2 separate regions of the Gossypium arboreum genome follow, and region 1 is linked to region 2. Evidence: chromatin contacts called from public Hi-C data. All regions are on one chromosome and are shown on one strand. Each heading gives the region's core, a stretch centred on a gene start, on an enhancer-like site or on the middle of the called end of the contact. The rest is flanking DNA. Distances are from core to core; before and after follow the strand shown.

What was found. A called contact is a pair of places that touch in the nucleus more often than the background predicts.
Region 1: a contact with region 2 is called in a Hi-C map of leaf, with 5 times the contacts expected there. The contact joins the promoter of LOC108456131 here to the promoter of LOC108454455 in region 2. A contact is called at or near these places in 2 of 5 Hi-C or Micro-C datasets (both in leaf).

What each region holds. Positions count from the first base shown.
Region 1 is chr3:91,733,346-91,739,477 of ASM2569848v2, forward strand. LOC108456131 reads left to right here and starts at 1,278. Exons shown (of 5, transcript XM_017754728.2): 1 at 1,278-3,535; 2 at 3,622-3,697; 3 at 4,298-4,635; 4 at 4,807-4,905; 5 at 5,052-5,383. The coding sequence starts at 1,928. The coding sequence ends at 5,180.
Region 2 is chr3:91,402,904-91,409,509 of ASM2569848v2, forward strand. LOC108454455 (COP9 signalosome complex subunit 4) reads left to right here and starts at 2,372. Exons shown (of 14, transcript XM_017752922.2): 1 at 2,372-2,651; 2 at 2,729-2,880; 3 at 3,262-3,365; 4 at 3,469-3,529; 5 at 3,681-3,773; 6 at 3,870-3,970; 7 at 4,217-4,325; 8 at 4,411-4,455; 9 at 4,591-4,659; 10 at 4,748-4,839; 11 at 4,921-4,963; 12 at 5,108-5,167; 13 at 5,337-5,396; 14 at 5,486-5,957. The coding sequence starts at 2,522. The coding sequence ends at 5,560.

The sequences.
Region 1 (6,132 bases), core at 28-2,527, 330 kb after region 2:
GACTATAAAATATGTTACTAATATTGTTTATACAATCAATGCTAGGAATTATTAAAACACATCAAAGATAATTGGAAATTTTGTCTAATAATTTTGTTTAAATAAGTTATAGTTTAATGGTGTAAAAGTCTTTAATTTTTTCAAATAAAAAGTAATTAGGCTTTTTTTTACTTAATTAGATACTTAAACTTTCAAATTATACCAAAAACTCTCAAACTTTTTCAAAGAAAACAATTAAACCTTTGTTTTTTTTTTTTTTTTACACTCAATTAGATACTTAAACTGTCAAAATACATTAAAATGTCCTCAAATTTTTTCAAAAAAGCAATAAAGCTCTTTCTTTGTTTTTTACACTCAATTATTAATATGCATCAAAAATGCCCTTTGATCATTAAAACTAATCACCCCTAATTTTTTTCAGTTAAAGCCATCACATGTGACAACCACGGTTGGCATGTGACAAAAACGATAAAAATAAAAATCAATAAAAGTTATAAAATGATTAAATTTTAATAAAATAGAAAAAGTTATAAAAATAGTAAAAAATATAAAATTTTATAAAAATCATAAAATATATAGAAATATAGAAAATATAGAAAAATTTATAATGTCGTAAGAAAATGATAAAAATGTAAAGAAATATAAAATTCGTAAAAAAATTATAAAAATTATCATACCAAAAGAAGCATTATTATTGATTTTTATTTTTATTATTTTTCGTCACATGTCATGCTGTGTTGTAACATGGAATGACTTTAACTGAGAAAAGAACTAGAGATCGTTAACTTTAACAATCAACTGTTAAAGCTAATGGTTAAAGGTCTTTTGATGCATTCTATAAATTTTATGATTTTTATAAATTTATACAATTTTTATATATTTTACTATTTATATATATATATATATATTCTAATTTTTAATTTTTTATATTTTTATTAAAGTTTAATAATTTTATAATTTTTATTGATTATTATTTTTTGTAATTTTATCACATGTGAGGTAGAGGTCATGACATGGGGTGATTTTAATTAAAAATTAGAAATATTTAACTTTAATAGTCAACTGTTAAAGTTTACGATCAAAGGACATTTTGGCAATTGAGTAAAAAAAAGTAGTGTTTAATTATTTTTTTAAAAAATTTTGGATTCTTTTGATACATTTTAACAGTTTAAAATTTAAGTATTTAATTGAGTGAAAAAACATATAAACTTAATTTGAAAAAATTTGGGGATTTTTTTAATATATTTTGAAAGTTTAAATAATAGTAGATTGAAATAAAATCCAAAGACATTTTTTTTTTCTTTTAGTTTGAGCTTTTTGCACCCGCCATAATTTGTTCCTCTAGCACATTTCGAAAATAGAAAAGAAGATCAACGGTACTTCACAATATCACACGCGCGCGTCGAACGCAAACTCAGCTCTTTTCCGCTTCCTTTGAGTTCCCGCCACAAACGCGCGAGTTCCTAAACCCCCAATTTTTCATCAGCAAGCCCTAAAATCATCCCCCGCATTCCTAATACGGACCTGGAATTCCTCGACCTTATCGTCATTTTCCCTGTTGCAGATAGCTCTTCAATCTTCAGGCGAGTTCCACTTTCAAATTTGTTTCTTTTTTATTTTTGGGTAGGATTGGAGAAATGGGAGTTTCTAGTTTCATGTGCTGATGTTAAACTTGTTACTTCTAAACTTAGTGTTTTTGCTTAATAGTGATTAGTTTTCTCAGACACTGAAAATTCAAGCCTCGTTTTGAATTTATGTTAGTTACTATCTAATGTAGCTGGAGAGGCTTGACCCATTTGCACTGTCCAGGAATGTGGACACTTGTGGGCGATTGGCACTCAAGTTCCTAAAATTTATCTGAGGGATAATTAGAAGAGCTCGCCTATCCAAATATCATGTTATTGGAGTAGAGATCTCAGATTCTTTCATGAACGTAATGAAAGTTAAGAGTGAACCTGAAGATTTTGACTGCAACAGTGATGATTTTGGCTTAGACAATGTGGTGTTGAAATGGATTTCGGATAGATGCGAAACAAAGAAAAGGAAAGGCTTCAACTTTGTTGGTTTAAATAAAGAAAAGCTGGAAACCTGCTCTTCCGTGAAACTCGAGTCTCCAAACTTTCAGCACAATGGCGACATACACGATGAACTTGAAGATCCTCTTATCGGTTGGAAATCTGAACTTTTCAAGAATATCAAGAGTAGCGATGAAGATTTGCTTGAACTAAATCGGGATTGGCCTGCGCCTATTGATGTTAAAGTTGAGGTTCCTGAAAGTGAAACTGCTAATGTAAATATTTTGAAGACTGACGTGCCTTGTCCTACAACGGAACCCCAATACTGTTCTCTTAATGAAGTGTCCTATGAATACACCGAAGATTCTGAGACCAGGCTTGACGTGGGGCTTCCTGGTTGTGAAACAAAGGAGCCTCAGTATTGTTCTCTTAATGAAGTGTCCTATGAATACATGGAAGATTCTGAGACCAGGCTTGACGTGAGGCTTTCTGGCTGTGAAACAAAGGAACCTCAGTATTGTTCTCTTAATGAAGTGTCCTATGAATATAGGGAAAATTTTGAGCCCAAGTTTGATGTAGAGGTTTCTAGTTGGGAGATTGCTCAGGTACACGGTCCAGAAAGTAAAGCGTATTTTGGCTTGTCTGGATATAGGAAAGAAGATTATACCATCCATCCCCTTTCCTATGATGTCTCCTCGGAACCAATGTCTCCGATAAAGGATTATAGCTATGATGTTTGTGATAGCTGCCAAAATGAGTCTCCCAAGCCACAGATGCCATGGCAGACAAGCAGGTACAGTTTAATTCAAATTCTTGAGACAAATATTGCTTCTGATACGGAAACGGGGGTCTCACTGTACCCCATAAAATGCAGTGTTTCAAATGGGGTGTCTTATGAATCTACTGAAGATGTTGCTCCTAAATCTGGCGCCAGTTTTTCTAGTTGTGAGACTGTAAAGGTAGACAGTCTGGAAATAATCAGCTATCTATGTTCAGACCTGCAAGAATTTGGGAAAGACAGTTATACTGTAGATCCGCTAACCTATGCTGTTACCTCTGAATTAGTATCTCCTACCAAGGATCATTGTACTGATTTGCATGATAGCTTTAATTCTTCAGAGCACAAGATGTCTTCACAGACCGGCAATCGTGGCCAAGCTGAAATGCCTGAGATGGACACTGATAATTGCTTCCAATGCTTGGAAACTAACAATGAATATAGTGCGTGCTCCTTTGAGAGGAGAAGTACACATTACTGGTCTTCTAATATTAGAAACATTGTGGTCAGTCCTTCCACTGACAATGGCTTGTATTGGAGTTCATCAAGCTTGAAACATGAGAAACATTCAGGCCTTGTTTCTGCTGATTCTTCTTCATCAAAAAAGCAACCCCTGTCACCAGCGCTTATAGCTCGTAATTACTTTGATGCTTCTGGTAAGCCTTTAGCATCACCAGCACCTCAGGATTATCATCAAATGAAGCATCGGCATAGTGCTGAAAGGCTTCTCTCAGGCAGAAAGGTCTCTCAAAATAAGTTGCATATTGTTTAAGTGACTCTAGTTTTGTTCTATTGAAGTGTTTTCTAACTAAATGCTTTGACTTTCAGGCCATTTCTCCAGCTTCTCGAGAGAGACTTTGTCGGGCTATGAGGTTAAGTGGGTTGGATGAAAACGAGTGTCATCGTAAGTTAAAACAGTTATTACACTTGGATGTTAACTTGCTTTTATGCACTGCCTTTTAAATTGGTTTTCACGATATTGAAACTTTCTTATTACTATTATTTGATTGCTTCATCAAAATATATTGAACATGTAAGTGGTAGCCTGGTAGAATTCCAGGAGAATCATATGTTATTTGAGCAAAAATTGAGCTGGGAAAAAAGTTTTATCGGAATGAAATTGGTCTAATAAAACTGAAATTTCTATGTCTCTTCCATGGTTTATGCAATCAACTTGCAAGTGTTTGGAGCAAAAAAGTTATTGCGGCTACTAGACAGAATGATATTTTCTTGATATTATGTCCAGTTAGTTCTTTCCATATAATGCATGTTTATCCTCGAACAGCTAACATCTCTTGGGTTTAAAATTATAAAAGCATCTGAAAGTGCTAGAAAGTTGTTAGTTGAAGCTCTTAATGATTTGCAATGTGACCATAGCTAAAGTATTTTGCATTAAAATGCTGTAGATATATTATGGATCACCAATCTTGTTTACGGAGACATGTCAGTTTTTTCCTTGTGCATTCCAATCTACTTGATACTCATTGGGTTGTTATACTATCAGAATATAGAGGAAAGCAGAGCCATCATAGGACTTCAAGAGCTCAAGGGCTTGACCATATCTGGAAGGATGGAGTAGCTATCAAGCCAACATCAACCATGAGAAAAGCAAAACAAGATAAGAAAGAGTCGCCAATAAAGGGCAGTCTAAAGGGTACTTATCCCCCTCAATGTCGTTCACAAAGCGTGATAGCATTTACACAGCAACAAATGCAGGATTTCCAATCTTTAGCTATGAAACTCACGACAGAGTTGAAGTCAATGAAAAACCTTGTTAAGGGAAAGTTTCAGTCGGAGTCTGAGGCCTCTATAGCTACATCTGCAAATGAAAATGCTGATGAAGTAAGTCATTTTACAACATTCTTGGTTATCACTGAACTAGTTTTAACACATAAATTTGTCACGGTCCTCTTTTTAGAGGATTCTTTCATTTTGAAGTTCATACATATAATGTATATGTATATTTAGATGGATGGAGTTTATACATCTAATATCACTTTACTACCATGGCAGGTCAGGGTAGCCATTGAAAACGCAACAAGAGCTGAAGAATATGCAAGAAGATGGCTTGCTATTTTGACAAGAGATTGCAACCGCTTTTGTAAAATCATGGTATGTTTAGTTTTCTTGATACTATTGAACTGAAAGCAGAACAAAACTAAAAGGAACAGTCAGTGGATTGGGACTAGGAAATGGAGAGGAAGCAGGAAGAGAGTATGCTTACGAGTTTGCTGATTTCTTTGATGGTTTCATTGCAGAGTTTGACGGAGGATAACCCTGCTGCATCTGAACGTGTAATCAAAAAAGAAAGGAAGGTTTCTTTTGCTGATGAAGCTGGTGGCATGCCAAAGTATTTTAAGAATGACAGGCACAGCCCTTCGAATTAGCTAACATTTTTTGAGAGGTTTAAAAACGTAGATTACCGGTTGAGTAGGCTCAATCATCTTTTGCTTGTATATTTACATCTTCAAATTAAATTACCATGGCCAGGTAAATTACTCACAGAACTTCCACTTTTCCACAATCAAAATTCCCAGAAGGGGGCCATTGATTGAATTATAGATGAAGTGGTAAAAGAATTTTCTTCAAATCTTAAATGGACATCAATATCTACATAATCCTAGTTGAAATAATTGACCGAGTAAAGGAAATTCATACTCAATATCTGAATTTTTGGTAACTAAGATCATTTGGATCAATTCTTTTTATCAACCATAAGCACGAAAATGAAAAATATAAGTATCCAATACATCAAAACTCATTGTCAAAAAAATTGTTTCATCGTAAAGAAAAACAACAAAAACTAAAGCAAATATATAATAATCAAACAGTTTTATTATCCCTTCATATAATAACATATTTGTAATCATGTTAGCAATTAATTACTTTTTAAAATAAAAAAATTAATTTTTATAATTTTATATATTTTTTATAATTTTTATAATTTTAAAAATTAATTAATTGATGACATAACATTCATATGATAATTTATGTCAATAAAGTTTAAATTAACTTTTCATCAATTTTGAGATGATTTTATAAATAGAACAAGTTTAAAAATTAAAAGAACAAACAAAATTAAATAAAAATTTAAATAAAATTTTTGTAAAAGTTGAAAATATCGAATAAATTATTATGCCTATTAGATTCAGGAGTAGAAAGTTTGACCGGACCTAGAAGGTCCATGAACGTCCAAGGGTTTGAGGCCCGTCATTAAAATTGTGAAATTTTGAGCTATTTGGTCCTGTCATCGAATATATAATTGGCCCTTCATTTGATCAAAGCCCTCGAAAGGCCCAAATTCAAGGCGCCGCTCCCGCTAACTCAAACATTACGCAC
Region 2 (6,606 bases), core at 1,122-3,621:
AAATGTTGTACGAAAAATCCACATATAGGCAAGATTTTCAGCCAAATAATTCAAAAGTATTTCACACTTCCATCACCATTGCCACCTCCCAACCCTAGGATAGATGCCTGAAATTTAGAGAAAAGAAATAATTATTACGCAAGAGCGGATCCACTACAATGGTCCAAGTTGAAGCCAAACTACCATTAAAATTACCTGCTGCACTGGCTATCAGGGAAATGCATAAGTGTCATTTATTTATTTTCAACAAGGACCAATTAAAAAGAACGGTTTAGTTTTGGCAAGCCCATATTAACAACATTGGCAACACAAATCCGACCTTCCACAGCATCATTAACTTAAAAAGCAATCATCAAATTTGCAAGATGCAGTTTGCAACCTAAAGTATGTTTCAAAACATCATTTGCAATCATTTAAGTCAATCAGCAAGGATGCAACATATGAAATCTTTTAGAAAGGGAGTCAAGAACAGAAAATTTGGTGACAACTCATTATTTATCAACAATCTTGATTTTGTAATTCTAATTTTTCAGGTCATATCAATCAGCTTCAACAATATGAAACAAGTTTATAAAACCACTCTTTTTTTATCCCCTATTTCCTTCTTTTGTTTATAAATGATTTCTAGAATAGCAAGACTAAAACAAAACGAAATTTAGTCATATTTGCCAGGACAATCCAAACAAGAACCAAATTCCCAAACCTAGAAAGAACTTAAATCCACATTTCAGTATATTCAAAAAAATAAAAAAAATCCACACTTCAGTGACAGCCAAAGGTACAAAAGGGTCAATATTTAACTATATTAGGATGATAAACCAAGTCCTAAACAAGAAAGTTTGTGTCTATCCAACCAAAATTATTTCAATGAAATGGAACCAGAGGACAAAGTAAGGATCTACCTCTTGTAAAACTCCGTTACATATCGCGAGCTGTTGTAGAAGACGAACCACATCAACACAATAACCAGTGTGTCTTCCATGGTTTAGGAACTAACAATTGGGAATTATAGTGATACTTGGACTTAAAAACTAGTGTGGTGACAAAGAAGCTAATAGGAGCCGTTGACTATTTTAAATCACAGATACGAAAGCTGATTAAAATTCCAAAATCAAACATTATAAAATAAGACAACCAACCAACCAAATACTAAAATCGATGACACAGTCAATCAGATAATACCAGAAAATAGAAAACAACTCCTTAAATAACAAAATTAGCATAATTTTGCCATTGGATAGGCTTCCACAAAATGACAATTTTCCATTTTCATCATTTTGTTAGGTAAAAGAAGACTACTGATAAAAGTCATCGAAACAAAATATTAACAGCACTACAGTGTTCAAACCCTGAAAATTCTAAATGAGAACTTAAACAGATTAGGCATCTTCAGACAAAAAGTAAGTAAAAAAGGATACTGAAAAGGTAACGCTCCCACCAATCCAACATGTAGAGTCCAAAGGTGACATTGTAGAGATAGATCTTGCGTTGAACCCAATTCATATCTCTAACCCCTAAAAACAAATACAAATAGATGCCTGGAAAAATCATTGCAGACACAAACGATGATCAATTCAAAATAATCCAATAAAATAAAAGAACACAAATTCATTGAAAATGACATTATAGTTATAAAATGTTCTATATACATTGCTAACATCATCGTAACTTATAATTCAATTTCGGTCAGCTGCAACTTCTTTTTCCTCAATACAACGGGGCCATGAACCACATATTCATACATGATTATCATAATGATGTGAGGAAACTCGATAGTCCAATATCCAAATCCTTCTTTTATATTATTTACTTGCGCTATAAAACAAACAAGAAAGAAAAGCATTTTTTCAAGGAAACGAAGTGGAATAATGCCAAACCACAACAAACCACAACAAATTAAAATCAAGAGCAGGAAAACTGAAAATTGAACAATACTTGAGTTGTATCCACGGAGAAGGAGATTATGTCTTTGGATCAAATAAAAATATAAATTTAAATGCAAGGATTGAAGGAATTCTACGCTAATTTCATTAAGAAATAGCTTCAGATTTCTCGAACAACTTAGAAAAAAAGCAAAACAAAATCTTGAGGAGAAATGAATCAAAAGCTTACCTAACCAATGAATACGCCGCCGACGGTCACGAAAATTACGGTTCCGGTGATCGGATCGAGAGTACAGAGCTCCTTTGGGATTTGCTAAGCCACAGAGAGAAAAAGAAGAGTTTTTAGCCTTTGGGTCTTGCGGTCAAAGAAGACGGCATATACTTTTCTTTAACGATTAAATGACAGAAATGCCATTTAATTTACCACGTGTCAGTTTTTAATTCGCTCATTTTGATTGCAACCAAAGAGTGGTCCGTACCGTAAACTCCCCGCTTTGATTCAGTGGCAGAAATTAGAAAGCAAAAAATAAACCACCATAAACAGTTAACCTCCGATTTCGTTAAAATCTCTCATTTCTTCTCTCTCTGGAAAAAGAAATTAGGGTTTCGAAAACTTTTGAAGCAGAGATCGAAAGCAAATGGAGAGTGCATTAGCAAACGCCTCGGAAATTATAGACCAGAGGCGGAAAATCGAGCAATACAAACACATTCTATCAACTGTTTTCTCATCCAACGACATCGTTCAAGCCAAGAAATTCATCGATCATAGTAATTGCTTTACCTTTGCTTGATTTAAAGTTATCTAAGGTTTTTTAGGTTTAATTATTTTATTTTATTCTTTTTAGTGTTATCGGACGATGTTCCACTGGTGGTATCAAGGCAGCTTTTACAAACTTTCGCTCAAGAATTAGGAAGGTTGGAGCCTGAGGCACAAAAGGAAATTGCTCATTATACCCTTGCTCAAATTCAGCCTCGTGTCGTTTCATTTGAAGAACAGGTTCCTTTTAATTTGACAGCTAGCTCTTTAGTGAAAGTTACCTGAGAATTTGGAGTTTTTTTTTTTTATTATTATTTTTTTAATTTTAAAATACCACATTGTAAACTTTTTTCTATCGTCGAAAGAGTTTGATTGAAATATCACGATTTCATTAATTCTTCTTCTTCAAATTGTTACTGTTCTTATAGTTAAGTTTTTCTCGCGGCGTGACTTCAACTTTGGTCGAAGTTTGTATGCAAAACAAAGAATAGGGTTGTTTTTTCCTCCCCTTCCCTTTTTTTAAGTTTGGCGTTTTGATTTTCTTTGGATGAGGTACTAATGGACTTATGAAATATGGATGATTGTTTAAATAAAGCTGCTTACTCTGTATGAGTTATATAGGTACTGATTATCCGAGAGAAACTTGCTGAGTTGTATGAGTCTGAGCAGCAGTGGTCAAAAGCAGCGCAGATGCTAAGTGGGATTGATTTGGATTCTGGAATGAGGTCCGAGAGTAAGATTGTCTTTAGTTTTTGTGATGAAGGTTGTTGAATATTTTCTTCTGTGTTCCTATTGATGAGCTTATCTGTTTTGTGATATGACTATCAGGGTTATTGATGATACATTCAGATTGTCAAAATGTGTCCAAATTGCCCGTCTCTATCTTGAGGTATTTCAATTTTTTGACTGAATGCTAGCATTACATAGGCAAGTTTGGATGCCTTAGATTTTCAAGGAGTAATTCAGTTATTTATTCTATTTCTTGCATGTAAAATCAATATTGAAAGGTGACCTCAAACCATTGCTTGAATATTTTACAGGATGATGATTCTGTTAATGCAGAAGCTTTTATTAATAAAGCTTCATTCTTGGTTAGCAACAGTCAGCATGAAGTTTTGATTTTACAATACAAGGTTTGGCACAGTTTTTAGGTCAATAACTGTAATTTAGAGCTGGAATTCCTGTTATTCTTTCATTTAATTTCTTTTTTCTTTTCCTCCGGTTTTCAGGTATGTTATGCAAGGATTTTGGATTTGAAGAGGAAGTTCTTGGAAGCAGCATTGCGATACTATGACATATCTCAAATTGAGAAGCGACAAATAGGAGACGAGTATGTAGTTACGCTATATTTGTTTATGTAAATGTTTTGCTTAAAGCTTTTATTAGCTGACATATACAAAAGCTAATTGATCTTGTTCTGCATCACTCTATACATGGTGTTTGCATTGATAAATGTTGTGTTTTGCATACCTTGTACAGCTATCAATATGCTTGTATCTGATTCCCGCTTTTAATTACTATCATGATATGTCTGAGGGCTTATGGTAAAAAAATTATCAATGTTCACCTATTACAGAACAATTGACGAGGATGCTCTGGAGCAAGCTCTATCTGCTGCTGTTACATGTACAATATTAGCTGGTGCAGGTCCTCAGCGTTCTCGTGTTCTTGCCACACTTTACAAAGTAAAGCTTTCTTCTGAATGTAATAGGAGTTCTTTTAAAAAAATTGTTTGATTCTAATCATGTTAATGATTTGTGCATGTTTCAGGATGAACGTTGCTCCAAGCTGAAGATTTATCCAATATTACAAAAGGTTCTCTCTTTTACATCTAGGCACACACACTCACATATATGCATTTCCTTATGCACTTGTCTTGCACATTGCTGTCTATATCTATTGCAGAACCTTAAAGTCCATCCTAATGGGGATTTTTATTGAAATTAACAGGTTTATTTGGAGAGAATATTAAGAAAACCTGAAATTGATGCATTTGCTGAAGAACTGAAACCACATCAGGTTATAAAAAGTTTGAACTAGCCTACGTATTGCATTTACAATAAAAGTAAATTTTTCCGTCTTTGATTAACCTTTTGTTGCCCAACAGAAAGCATTGCTTCCTGACAATTTTACTGTGCTGGACCGTGCCATGATAGAGCATAATCTTCTGAGTGCAAGCAAACTTTACACAAATATAAGGTTAGAAAAATAACACTATTGATTTTCATCTTTCTTATTTCTAGGTTTGGAATTTTTTAACAAAAGCTTTTGGTTTGTCAGTTTTGATGAGCTGGGTACTTTGCTGGGCATTCCTCCTCATAAGGTACCTTTCTAAAGTTACTACCTTATGATGTAGTTGTATAGCTTTTGGTTTTCTATTTTCTGGCCTTTTCTCTCTATGTATGAGGAAATACTTCCTTAAACTGTAGTTAAACAGCAAAGCTGATTGGCTGCTTTTTCTGTACAGGCAGAGAAAATAGCCTCAAGAATGATTTATGAGGATAGAATGAGGGGATCGATTGATCAGGTTTCAATATCTTGCCACATGATTTTGTTCAGCTGCTGGTTTAATGGATTCAAAGATCAATTGATTTTTATGATTGTGTTTTCATGCTTCCCAAAGTAGAACTGAGTTCAAAGAATGTCTTTATCCGAGCTATCGCCTACATAAATAATTAAACAACCTTATGCATCAGGTGGAAGCGGTTATACATTTTGAAGATGATACAGAAGAGCTGCAACAATGGGACCAACAGGTAATGCAATCTCGAGCAGAGACTTAATTATGCCGATGAGCAACCCTCTTCAAGTGTTCTGAGATTTATATTGGCTTATGATTCTGCAGATTGTTGGTGTGTGTCAAGCTCTGAATGACATACTTGATAGCATGGCAAAGAAGGGCATGGCAGTTCCTGTGTAATCCGATGCATCTACTGAGAACAAAGAAACTCAGAAGAGGATCGACTTTAACCTTCTCCCATATGCGTAAAAGGAACATCATCGGTCACCTCTGGTTTTTACGATTTCAGTTACTGGGGTTTATTTTAGTAACTGCCATTTTGTCTTTTGGGCAGGCATGGGATTTTTGATGATCAATTAAGGGTCCTAATTAGTACTATTGTTAATCATTTCTTTTTCAGTTTGTTTGTTAAGAAAGTTGCCTTGTTGGCCAGTTATGACGCCGACATCGATTGCAGATTTGCCTGAAATATGTCTAATATCTTTAAGGGTTTCACTGAACTATCAACTTTGTTGTATTTTGTTGTTCAACTATTAATTTTTCCAATTTAATCACTAATATTTTTGAAATTAAATAATTTAATTACTTTTTTTGTTAGTTGTGGTTAGACAAGTGACAGAAATGTTAACATGGGTTATTTATTTATTTATTAATTTAGTCATTTAATATTTATACATTTTATTAATTTGATTTTACTTAACATCCCTTGAGCTTACTATTCGTCCAAAAAATATTACATTCAAACATCAAAAGTTAAAATTTTCAATTCACACTCATAATTTTAACTTTTTAAAGTCAAATACAATATCTTAAAACATTCCGTTCTCTTTCTCTTCATTAAATAATAAATAAGAAAAAAATCAAAATATATATCAAATAACAATTTCATATATTTCTACTTAAAATAAACATGAATACAAGATGAAAACATGAATTTCTCACCTTGTTTCCTTAACTTTCTCTCACTAACTCAACAAACTTATAGTAGCGATGGAAGCTTAATTTCACTTAGAATTCATGAAAAGTAAAAAGGTTTTGAGCAGATTTTTGGTTGATTGGATGAAAAGGAGTAAATATTCTTTTTTTTCCTCTTTGTTGCTGTGGGTTAGAGGAGTGTAGAAAGTTCTACATTTTTTTCTTTTTAAATTAATTTAACAAATAAAAATATCTAAATGTTCCATATTAAATCTCTCATTTTCACTTAATCAAATGGTCCAAAATCATTC